Linked DNA regions of Mus musculus: all the other regions are linked to region 4. A link is a contact called in public Hi-C, HiChIP or PLAC-seq and promoter capture Hi-C data. All regions are on one chromosome and are shown on one strand. The core of a region is the stretch at or near the end of the contact, and the rest is flanking DNA. Distances in the headings are between cores, read along the strand shown.

What was found. Promoter capture Hi-C pulls out the DNA fragments that hold promoters and counts their contacts. Hi-C and Micro-C count contacts between places; a contact is called where the count stands out from the background. HiChIP or PLAC-seq counts read pairs in DNA pulled down with a chosen protein or histone mark.
Region 1: a contact with region 4 is called in a Hi-C map of bone marrow-derived macrophages, with 11 read pairs. The contact joins the enhancer-like site here to the promoter of Foxk1 in region 4. A contact is called at or near these places in 1 of 39 promoter capture datasets (hippocampal neurons), 1 of 484 Hi-C or Micro-C datasets (bone marrow-derived macrophages) and 6 of 115 datasets of contacts at active chromatin or transcription factors (embryonic forebrain, forebrain, large pre-B cells and 2 more).
Region 2: a contact with region 4 is called in a promoter capture Hi-C map of liver, with 2.1 times the contacts expected there. The contact joins the promoter of Aimp2 here to the promoter of Foxk1 in region 4. A contact is called at or near these places in 1 of 39 promoter capture datasets (liver) and 1 of 9 other capture datasets (adipose tissue).
Region 3: an H3K27ac HiChIP or PLAC-seq map of extraembryonic endoderm stem cells shows a contact between it and region 4, with 8 times the contacts expected there. The contact joins the enhancer-like site here to the promoter of Foxk1 in region 4. A contact is called at or near these places in 8 of 39 promoter capture datasets (the 3T3-L1 cell line, 3T3-L1-derived adipocytes, the HPC-7 cell line and 4 more), 1 of 484 Hi-C or Micro-C datasets (muscle stem cells), 15 of 115 datasets of contacts at active chromatin or transcription factors (the 230-238 cell line, the NIH/3T3 cell line, the SCID.adh cell line and 12 more) and 2 of 9 other capture datasets (embryonic stem cells and liver).

The regions. Positions count from the first base shown.
Region 1 is chr5:140,946,896-140,949,595 of GRCm38.p6, reverse strand. The region is part of intron 1 of Card11 (caspase recruitment domain family, member 11); the gene reads left to right. Among named protein-coding and RNA genes, the nearest start is that of Card11, 52 kb to the left of the region's middle. Within about 2 kb of position 1,370, at least 90 of the 459 cell types and tissues checked have an H3K27ac peak or open chromatin away from gene starts, as enhancers often do. A contact at or near this core is called in bone marrow-derived macrophages, hippocampal neurons and regulatory T cell precursor, where this site is marked.
Region 2 is chr5:143,908,552-143,911,251 of GRCm38.p6, reverse strand. Aimp2 (aminoacyl tRNA synthetase complex-interacting multifunctional protein 2) reads left to right here and starts at 1,413. Exons shown (of 4, transcript NM_001172146.1): 1 at 1,413-1,671. The coding sequence starts at 1,537. Pms2 (PMS1 homolog2, mismatch repair system component) reads right to left here and starts at 1,251. Exons shown (of 15, transcript NM_008886.2): 1 at 1,173-1,251. The coding sequence starts at 1,195.
Region 3 is chr5:140,814,133-140,816,832 of GRCm38.p6, reverse strand. The region is part of intron 1 of Gna12 (guanine nucleotide binding protein, alpha 12); the gene reads left to right. Among named protein-coding and RNA genes, the nearest start is that of Gna12, 15 kb to the left of the region's middle. Within about 2 kb of position 1,267, at least 67 of the 459 cell types and tissues checked have an H3K27ac peak or open chromatin away from gene starts, as enhancers often do. A contact at or near this core is called in the HPC-7 cell line, astrocytes, extraembryonic endoderm stem cells and 2 more, where this site is marked.
Region 4 is chr5:142,400,227-142,402,926 of GRCm38.p6, reverse strand. Foxk1 (forkhead box K1) reads right to left here and starts at 1,430. Exons shown (of 9, transcript NM_199068.2): 1 at 886-1,430. The coding sequence starts at 1,403.

The sequences.
Region 1 (2,700 bases), core at 121-2,620, 1.5 Mb after region 4:
TGGCTCCTGCACCCTGGCTCTCTGCGCTCTGCACCCCAGGTCTCTGTGCGCTGGTCTGAGCCTTGTTCTTACCCAGGAGCTCAAATCACCCACAGACTCCACGTAGGCAATCTTAAGCAGCTGGTGTTTGGGGGTTTACTGTGTTTTTCTTCCTTTTTATTACTTTTTAAAACCATGTGTGCAATGTGTATGTAGCACATGTGTGTGTGTGCATGTTAATTTCTACATGCACACTGGTATGTAAGCAAGTGTGTGCGGTGTGTGGGTGTCAAGAGCTGAGGCTAATGTCAAGCATCTCCATAGATCATTCCTACTCTGTGTTCTTTTTTCTTTTGGTGTGTGTGTGTGGCTGTGTGGCTGTGATGTGTGTGTATGATGTATATCTGTGTGTGTTGATATTCGATGCAATGTGTGTGTATGTCTATGTTTCTGTGATGTGTGTTATGATATGTGTTTCTGTGCTGTGTATATAATGTGTATGTGATATGTAATGGGATGTGTGTGTCTGTGATGTGTGTGTATGATGTGTGTGTGTGTTATGTGTGTGTCTGATATGTGTGTGTATGATGTGTGAGTATGATGTGTGTGTCTTGATGTGTGTGTATGATGTGTGTGTATGATATGTGTGTATGATGTGTGTGTGATGTATATGTCTGTATGTCTGTAATTGTATGTGTATGATGTATCTGTCTGTAATGTGTGTGTATGATGTGTGATCTGTGTCTGTGAAGTGTCTATGATGTGTGTATGATGTGTGTATGATGTGTGTGTCTGTGATGTGTGTTATGATGTGTGTGTGTGTGTGTGTGTGTGTGTGTGTGTGTGTGTGTGTGTGTGTGTATCTGTTGCATAATGTATGTGGACTTGTGTCACAGTCCTCCTGTGGAGGTCCGAGGACCACTCGGTGTTCTCTCCTTCCATGTGTGTTGGTGCTAGTGATCAAACTCAGGTCCTCTGGCTTGTGTGCCCAGCATCTTTACTTGCTAAGCCCTCTCCCCAGCCCTCTGCTGACCTTGGAGGTCACTGGTTAGCTGGGCTGTCTAGCCAGTGAAGTATGAGGATGTGTCCCGCCCCCAGCCCCACCCTCAGCTCCAGCACTAGGATTATAAGCGCCTGCCTGCCAAGTGCCTGGCTTAGTTTTGTCTCTTTCTGTTGTGGGGACAGATTCTCATACTATAGCCCAGGCTAGCCTCACGCTTGCCATCCTCATGCCTTAGCTTCTTAGCAGCTAGGATGACAATGTGTACCACCACATCCGTCTTCAGGTTCTGCTCAGAATAAAGCAAAAGGAGAAGTGTGCAGCCCACCACCGCCTCCCTCTGCACCTGCTAAAAATAGTTGTAGCCTCCTCAGAGTGCGGCACCCATGTGGGCTTCCGGGGGAGGCTGTGGCAGCCTGCCAGCGTCAGCACTTTCCGGGTGCCTTGCTCCCCACAGCAGAGGACAGGGAATTTGAGAGACTCCTGGACAGATGCCCCTGCCAAGCCCAGGATACGGCTGGTGTAGAAGCCCATGAGTACACCTCCCACAATCCCTCTGTGGCCTGCATAAGCAGAGCTGCCGAAGCTGTCTGTGTCCCGGGCCTGCTGGTGTGAATACTCTCCACACCTGGTCCTTCTGCTCTTGTCTGTGTGGGTGTGCTCGGGGCCTTCAAACATGTCCCTTCACGCTTTTTACCTTGGTGCTTGGGATGAAGCCTAGGGTCTTTTATGTGTCCAGGCAAGCTGTCTACCACTGAGCTACACACATCCCTAGCCCTAAGGCTTTTATGATAGGGACTCTGTGTGGCCCAAGATGACCAGAAATCCTCCTGCCTCTTCCTGCCCCAGTATTGGGATGACAGGCATCCCTTACTTTGTCATCTCCTAAACTGGATGTGTATTCTGGGCTGCAAGGGACCCTACATCACACTAGGCTGGGCTTGTGCAGAGCCCAGAACTGGCCCATGGAAGGCTCTCCACGAACCCCGAGGTTCCATGGGAGCAATATGTACCTGTTTCTTCTGTTGTCACACGTGGGTTCCTTGTTTCTTCTAACTGAGCACACTGTCACAGTTGAGGAGTGGGGTTAGTGCTTGAAGTGTGTTTTCTGGAAAGCTGGAGATGTTCGCAGCCTTCTCTGGGGGGAGCTAGATGAAGTATGTCATGTCTGCTTTCAGCCTGTGGCCCCGCAGAAAGGCGACCCTCTCTGCTGGGGAAGGATTCTTTCCCGCCACCCCCAGTGCTGTCAGCTGGTTCCCATGGGGTTGCTTATGCGTGTGCACATGAGGAGAGGAGTGGGGTGCTGTCCAGCAAAATGCCCCAGGCTACCCTGGGAAACCTGCACTTGAGAGTCATATCAGGCATGTGCAGGGTGAGCCACTTCTCCCAGAAGCCTTGAACAAACCTGGGGACCCCAAAGATGGCCTCCCCTTAGAAGCCACTGAAGGTCACCAGAATGTTTGACTCTAGACTGGAAGTCTATGAGATGTCTTGGGAAATGCACCTTGAAAAGGCTTGGAAGGGGCAGAGGAGGTGACTGAGAAGGCAAAGCATTTGTCTTTTAAGGATGAGGACCCAACCTCGATCCCAAGATTCGCTTTGAAAAGGAACGTCAGACAAGATGAGAGGCTGAGGCAGGAGGATCCCTGGGACTTAATGACCAAGTAGCATGCTTCCTTGGTGAAATCCAGAACAATAAGAGACCCTGTCTCAAAGGAAGA
Region 2 (2,700 bases), core at 164-2,663, 1.5 Mb before region 4:
CAAGAGTTCATTCTCAGCCTCCAAATGATAGTCCCACCTCACGACCACACTCAGCGAACGGGTTAAGTCTCTTTCTGTCCTGGCTGGCCTAGGGTAATCGCCTTTTTGTCTCCAGTTTACCCTGATTGCTACCACCAGTTTTGTTCACTCTGACACAGGTTCCAAGGTAGCCCAGAGCGCCCTCAAACTCCCTATGTCGTTAAAGGTAACTATGAACTCCTGCTGAGCCTGTTCCTGCTCGGATTATAGGTGTGGCTTGATTCCCACCAATTTCTTTTTACAATTACAAATCCAGTCGAAAAAAATCTTTAGGTTTAAATTTTTAGTGGTGCTCATTGCCTATCATATGAAGTTTGAAGTCTAGCAACGACAAGGTCCCAATCTACTATCACTAATTCCCCTACGGTTTAGTCACCATAAAAATAGTTTCCCGGCTATGAAATGCCCCATAAAAGTATAACAGAACATAGGTGCATCCTTGCAGTAACAATTTTAGGGTATTTTCCATATGGTCTGACATATAGTAGACTTCCAAAAACCCTGGTGAAATAAACCAACCAACCTCTTTTCTCTTCAATCTACCTTGCACAGAACCTCGCTGGTTATCACAGCACTCGGGTGTTTGAAGTAGGAGGATCCCGAGTTCAAAGCACTACCTCAAAAAACCAAAACAAACACTTGCACTCGTTCTAACTGCAAAGGATCTCTGGGGAAATCACAAGGTTAAAATACAGACAGCAAATTTGCATTTACAAATCTGTCACCGAATGTAACTGTGCTGGCCTTCGAAGATGTGCTTCACTGCTATGATGCCGCCTGTGAACACTACACCAAACGCACAGAAGCACCTCAATATAATAAAAGTTAAAAACCCTATTGACTGCAAGATCAGCGTGAGCCTTTAAGCCTCCCTCCCCAAGTCTTCAAGAATAAAGACTCAATAAATAAACAAACAGCGGAAACGAATTTTGTCTACGGCGACTGATTTTCGTGCTGGGTTTCAAGTGCACGGCCTGTGGCGGGAGGATGCCGAGGAAATAGCTTCCTCACAGAGGACCCGGTCCAGTCCGCGAGCTTGCCCGCCTCGCGCCTCAGCCACTTCCGGTCCTTTCAAGAGACCGGGATACCGGGAACTCTATAGAATGCGCCCGGAGACCACAAGTCCAGCTCACCTCACGCCTTCGGTTTGCTCCATGGATGCAGGACTCCTCCAGTCACAGTCACCGCGGGAGAGTTGGCGCTGCCGCTCTCGGGAAAAGACGCGTCTCCTGGAACACCCATTGGTTGCTTTTGACATATGATCCGCCCCTTCCGGGCGGGCTAGCGAAGGCATGCCAAGACCTCTTTACCGGTGATTGGCCAACTCAAAGGTCAAGTTGGTGACGTTAGACCAGCCCGGCCAATGAAAGCTCGGGGACTTCATTTTCCGGAACGCCAGCAGCAGAGTCAGAAAGAAGGCGGCTGCTGTCTGAGGTGGCCTTGGGTGGCTTCTGAGCGTTCCTGTCCCTCGCCCGCTACCTTCCTTGGGTTCCCACCATGCCGATGTACCAGGTAAAGCCCTATCATGGAGGCAGCGCACCTCTGCATGTAGAGCTTCCAACCTGCATGTACCGGCTCCCCAACGTGCACAGCAAGACCACCAGCCCCGCCACCGACGCGGGCCACGTGCAGGTAGGAGCGTGCGGCCCCTGCCTGGTGCGCAGGCGCCGTTCGTGCCGCGCCGCACCCTGCCCTATCCCTCGTCCAGTCTAGCGCGCCGGCGCTGTGTCTGCCTAGGGTCCCGGTCCCTTCTGCGGCCGGGTCCGACAAAATCCTCCTAGATGAGTGCTGCTGTGGGTTCCTGTCACGATCTCCAGGCGCACAGAAAAGTGAACAACACGAAAAATGCTCATTCGGAGGAATTTTCAGAGCGATCCCAGGGTTACCATAACCCAGGTTGACGGGTTTAGTGCCCCATCCTTCCCAGTTTAACTTTTCCACAAGAGGTCCCGACTTTTACTGTAGTTATGTGTTGTTTTTTTCGCGGTTAGGTTGTGGAGGCTATCTTTAAGCTATATAATCTTGATGGTCTGGAAACATAGTATGTGTTCTGTTGTCTGGCATACTGTACAAGATTTTGTTATAACGATAGTGAGTGATCTTGTTCCTGGCCACACCCCGCTTATTTATCTGCCCGGTCCTCACTCATGGGCGCTGGAATTTATAGACTAGCTAACATAAATAGCCTGTATAGGAATGGAATTCCTGGCCCAGTGGGCAGGTTTGCCTTCCACTTTTTAAGTTCTTTTTCAAAGCGGTTATACAGGTTTAAGCTGTTACCAGCAGGATAATGGAGACATCCTAATGTAGTTTTAATTTGGATGTCTCCAGTTTCTAAGTAAGTTGAGGTCCTTTTTCGTGTTTCCTGGCCATGGGAGTGTGGGGCAGAAACAGTGCCTTTGTAGCCCAGGCTGTCCTGGGATTCTTACAGCCAAAGATAATCTTGAGCCCTTTCTCCACCAGTGGAGAAAGAGCTTCCAAGTGCTGGGGTTAGAAGTGTGTGCCTGCCTAACTCAGAACAATTATCTTACCATGCTTATCACTATTGTTTGATCTCATTTTCTTTCTTTCTTTTTTTTTTTTATTTTGGTTTTTCGAGACAGGGTTTCTCTGTGTAGCCCTGGCTGTCCTGGAACTCACTCTGTAGACCAGGCTGGCCTC
Region 3 (2,700 bases), core at 18-2,517, 1.6 Mb after region 4:
CTAGGGCCTATGGTTCAAACAGGTAGGAAATTTTCGTCAGGGCTAGGGTTAAGGTGGGCACACACCTCCACAGCCACCAAGCACCAAGAGACACAAAGATAACAAGAATTTTTAAGGTGAAATTCTGCTCATCTTTGAAGACAAGATGCACAGAGCTCTGAGAGAAAGGCAGGTTAACCCAGAAACAATGTTCCTCTCTCCCTTCCAGCTTCTTTCCCTTCTTTAACACCTATAATCCTAGCACTCAGGAGGCTGAGGCAGGAGATTCACAAATTCAAAGTCAATCTGGCCACGGTGGGGGGGGGGGCACACAGGCACACAAAACAGGGCTGGAGAGATGACTTAGTCAGGAAAATTCTGGAAGACCATAGTTTGAACCCCAGAACCCATGTTAAAAATCCTTGTGTGACAGTGCACGTCTGTGATCCCAGCATGGGGACGCAAAACCAAGATTCCTAGAGCTCTCTGACTCTTCTGTTGAGCCTTCTTGGTAAAACTCTATCTCAAAAAGACGGGAGGGAGCAGCACCTGCAGAATGGTATCTGAGGATGTCCTCTGACCTCCACATGCACACACATGCCCTCCCTCAGTACTCAGGGACAGATTGCAAAAGGTGAGCTTTTCTCTGTTGTAATACGATTTCCACTTTGCACTCAGATTTCTATCTGCAAATCTTGCCTCACACAGGTAGCCAGTGACTATATTTTTCATGGCCACATAGGTTTTTTGGTTTTGTTTTGTTTTGTTTTGTTTTTTTGAAAAAAAAATCATGCTTTTCCTTGGGAGGAGGGGAGAACAGTGGAAAACTCTATTAATGTTAAGTCTGGGGTATTTAGCGCCAATTGTAATTCTAGCACTTATGAAGTGCAAACAGGAGAAATTCAAGGTTATCTTCAGCTACATACTGAATTTGAGGCCAGCCTGGGCTGCTCCAGACACTTAATCCTAGCACTGGGAGGCAGAGGCTGACTCTGCGAGTTCAAGTCCAGGACCCATAGTAAATATCTGCTCAAAACAAAACAAAAAATGGGGAGTGGCCAGGACCAGGGGGAAACTGTTTAACAGTGTGGAGCGTCTAGGCAGAGAATACCATGGCTGCTTGGTCAGAGTGGAGAAGTGGAGACCTGGTCATTTACCTCCTTATCAGTCCACATTCAGTGGGTTGGAAAGTATTGAGACGCTTTTTAAGCAAACATACCAGGACTGTCAGCGACTAGTTAGAGCAGGTGTCTCATTAAAAGTAATCATCTGGGGAAGCTGAGTCGGCAAGTCCCTTAATGTCTAACTCCGAACCAAACCCTGCCACTGCTGCAAATGGCCAAGGCACACAGACAGGCAGGCAGGCAGCCAAAGTCAAAAGCCTAAAAGAGGAAAATAGAAAAGGCAAAAGACTGGGGGGGGGGGGGGTGGGAGGCAAACTGGAACAACGGATTGCTCAGGGCATTGTTTATTGTGTGAGAGCTCAAGCATACGGTCAAGATAGGATGAAACAATGGCCCAAGATAAAGGGGAGATTGCTGCGCTAATGGGAAGAGCTTGAACTGCAGATAGCAGCTGGGAGAGCAACAGGAAGCAGCAAATAGTCGCAACTGAGGAATACATTAACAGTTCCCTGTGGTACAGACCAGCATCCTTGCCCAGAGAAGCGTGTGACTTTCCTTCCCATTATACCCCAGAGGGAGTGGACCCTGGCATGTTCTAAGACCACCTCTTCCTCCTGCCATGCCTCTGCTGGCCTCTTCTCATGGCCCTCTGCCTTCTTGGTGTCATGGTGGACAGGCCATGGCAACGTGGGCATACCTATAAAAGAAGTGTCTATCTGAGCAGAGAGAATACTGTTCCTTGGGCCACCTGCTGAACTGAGATCTTCAAGAGCAAGATTGTTTTGACTCTTTAATCTGCGTGTGTGTACATTCATATGCAAGTATGAGCATATGTGTACATGTATGTGGGGGTCATATGTTGGTCCCTAATTTCCATCTTTTTTAGAACAGGGTCTTGTTTGCTGACAAGCACCCTGTTGTGTTTTATAAAAAGATAGAGAGGGCCCTTTAATCCCAGCACTTCGGAGAGAGAGGCAGGCGGATTTCTGAGTTCGAGGCCAGCCTGGTCTATAGAGTGAGTTCCAAGATGGTCAGGGCTACAAAGAGAAACCCTATCAAAAAAAAAAAAAGAGGAAGAAGTATGTTTGGTGGAGGCGCAGTATGGTGTGGGGGAAGGGAGTGTCTCTGCTGGCCCATGCTGAGGTATCCCTTCCCCCTAAGGGACCAACCACATGCTGATGTAGTATAGAATAGAGGTTATTCAGGGCATGGGGAGGGGAGTTGAAAGGCGCAGAGAGAGAGGGAGAGGGCACAGAAGAGTAGAGGACTAAAGACTGGCCATGAGCACATGGAGGGGGGATGGGGACAGAGGGGGAAGAGGGTAAGGAGCAGGAGCAAGAGGAGAAGAGAAGGGAACAAAAACTAGAGAGTGAGGAGGGGGCAATCAGCCTCCTTTATAGTGAGTCAGGCACACCTGGCTATTGCCAAAAAACGGTGGTGCAGAGCCTAAACAAAATGCCAGCACAGCCCAGGCTTGCTGACCGAGGGGCTTCCTCATAGCAGAGTTCTGGGATTCAGAAACATGTGAGTTCTGCAGATGTGAACTCAGGTTTTCACACTTGCACAGCAAGTACTTTTACCTACTGAGCCATCTCTT
Region 4 (2,700 bases), core at 181-2,680:
CCCTAGGACCTTCAGGTTAAGGGAAGTCAGGGGTAACGGCTTCTGGCTGGTAGGATGGGGGTCAAGAGTGACCCCAGGTATTGAGGCCAGGTGGGATTAGGGATAAGCTGGGTTCAGAAAGGGTTGGAGATCATGGGTAGCCAACTCCAACATGGGAGGAGTGGAAGACAGATGGGGTTGGGGAGTGTGCAAGTGTGTGTGTGTAAGTGTGTGTGTGTGTGTGTGTGTGTGTGAGAGAGAGAGAGAGACAGACAGACAGACAGACAGACAGAGTCAGAGTCAGAGTCAGAGAGAGAGAAAGGGGTTAGAATGGACCCAAGTGTTCAGGCCTGTCCAGGGTCAGGGTGACAGGATTTCAGGCTGAATGGGAGTCGGGCCCATCCAGGGATCAGTGCCCAATGAGTTAACTGGGGAGTCAGGGTTAGTTGGGTCGTGATTAAGATCAGGACAACCACGGGGTCAGAGCCAGGTGATGGGTGAGATCACCAGTAACTTAAGGATCAGGCTCAGCTGGGCCGGGTGGGATGGAGATCTGTGTAACCAGGGGTCAGAGCTAGGTGGGATCAAGACTGGGAGATGGCTAGGGAATCAGAGCCGGATAGAGTCGAGATTAGAGGGGCTAGGGCCTGGCAGGGTCGAGATGGAGGAGGGAGTGACCAAGGGCTGGGACCCGGTGGGAACGGTAAGAAATTTGAGGCTCGACCCAGGTGCCAGACCAGGCGGAGGCGAGTTCAGGGGGTGACCGGGGGGCGGGGGGTTCAGGTTGAGCAGGGTCGAGATCACAGAGTGACAAGGAGCCAAGCTGGGCGGGGTAGAGGTCAGGGGTGGCCAGGGGGTTCAGGCCAGGTCCGGAGAGGGGTGACCCGAGGGTGGCGCAGTACTCACTGTTGGGGTAGCTGCAGGGCGGGCGCTCCGCGCCTCTGGAAGGCCCCGTCCACGAAGACGCCGTTCTTGCCGAGACAGCGAAGATAGAAGTGAGGCTCCTGGAAGCTGAGCTGCAGGTGGCGCCGGGAAATGAAGCTCGACAGGCCCATGCTTAGGTCCACCGAGCCCTGCGACGAGTTGCGGCCGATGGTGACGCTGGGCTGTCGCATCAGGAACTCGAACTCCCGACCCTCCAGGCGAGCCAGGGCAGGCCCGGGGCTCTGGCGCACGGAGGCAGCGGCCGCGGCCACCAGGGCGGGCGCGGTGGTGGTGGCAGTGGCGACGGTGGAGGGCACCGGCCCGGGGCCGGGCTCGGCGGGCAGCGCGGGCGGCCCGGGTGGAGGTTGCGCCGGCGGCGGCGGGGACGTAGTGGCCGGGAAGGCGGCGGCCGCAGCCGCGGCGCATAGCACGGGGCTGCAGGGAGCCGAGCGCAGCGCCAGCAGGGCGCGGGCGCCGCTGTCCTCGCCGACTTCGGCCATGTTCGCGCAGCTCCGAGCGGCTCCGGTGGCGGCCGAGGCGGCGCGGGGCGGGGCGGGGCGGCGCGCGCGGAAACCCGGGCTGGATCGTGGCCTGGAGCGGAGCCGGGACACCGCAGGACCCTCGCGCTGCGCGCGCAGCTTCCACTCGAGGTGGGCGGGTGCAGAGAGACACAGAGCCCCCTCCTCCAGTCCCGAAGGGTGCTTGGATTCATCACGTTTTTAGGGGTGTCCTATTGAGGCTGGAGTTTAAAGTCCAGGGATGCTTGAAATGGTCTCTGCTCCTTACTGATCGTTTCTGCACAGCTACTCTTTCTGTGCTTTGCTTTTTTTTTTTTTTTGGTTTGGTATAATGTTGCAAATTACATTTTATTCATTCATTTATTTACTTGTGGTTCTTTACCACGTGTGTGTGTGCGCGCGCGCGCGCACGTGTGTTTGTGTGGTCAGAGAGGACAGCTCTCAGCAGTCTATTCTCTCCTACCCTGTGGGGTTCTGAGGATGGCATTGAGGTCGACAAGCTTGGTGACAAGCACCTTTATTTACTGAACCATCTCGATTGTTCTTGTTTTGTTGTTTGAGATCCTGTCTCATACCAAGGCTAGCCTGGTTTTGAATACCTAGATCAGGCTGGCCTCAAATTCATGATCTTCCTGTTCCAGCTTCCTGAGTGTAGCTATTAAGGTGTGTGCCTAGCCCTTTAAAATCAATTTAAAAATTCATTTTTTAAAGACAGGGTCTATGTATGTAGACCAGATTGGCTTCTAGCTGACGACCAACCCGGCTCAGGCTCCGCAATTCTTGCTGGAGTCACAGCTGTGCACCACCACAGCTGGTTCCCCTTGCTCCTTTTAAGGCGAACAGTTCTGCCTGTTTCTAGGGACTGTGGACACCCGAAGATTGACGGTAGTTGAAAACACTTAAATGGTGAACTTGGCACCATGTGAATCCCTTGAGAATTTAAGGTCCTGCACTGGGATGCTAATTCCCCCAAGTCTTCCCCCAGGACCTGCAGCGCGCGAGTGCATGCACACACATACACACTCGATTTCTCACATTTAATAATGACTGAAGGAGCTGACACAGTTGGTAAATTGCCTGATGGCACTCATCCCCCAAGACAGGAAAGTTCATTCCCCGGGACCGACTTCAAAACCCATTGAGAGCTTCGATCTTCCCAGCGCTTTGGGTAAAAGGTTGACAGATAGATCCCTGAAGCTCATTGGCCAGCCTGCCTAGCCAATCAGTGAGCTCCACGTTCATAGTGGAAACACTGTTTCAAAACAAAAACAAAAACACG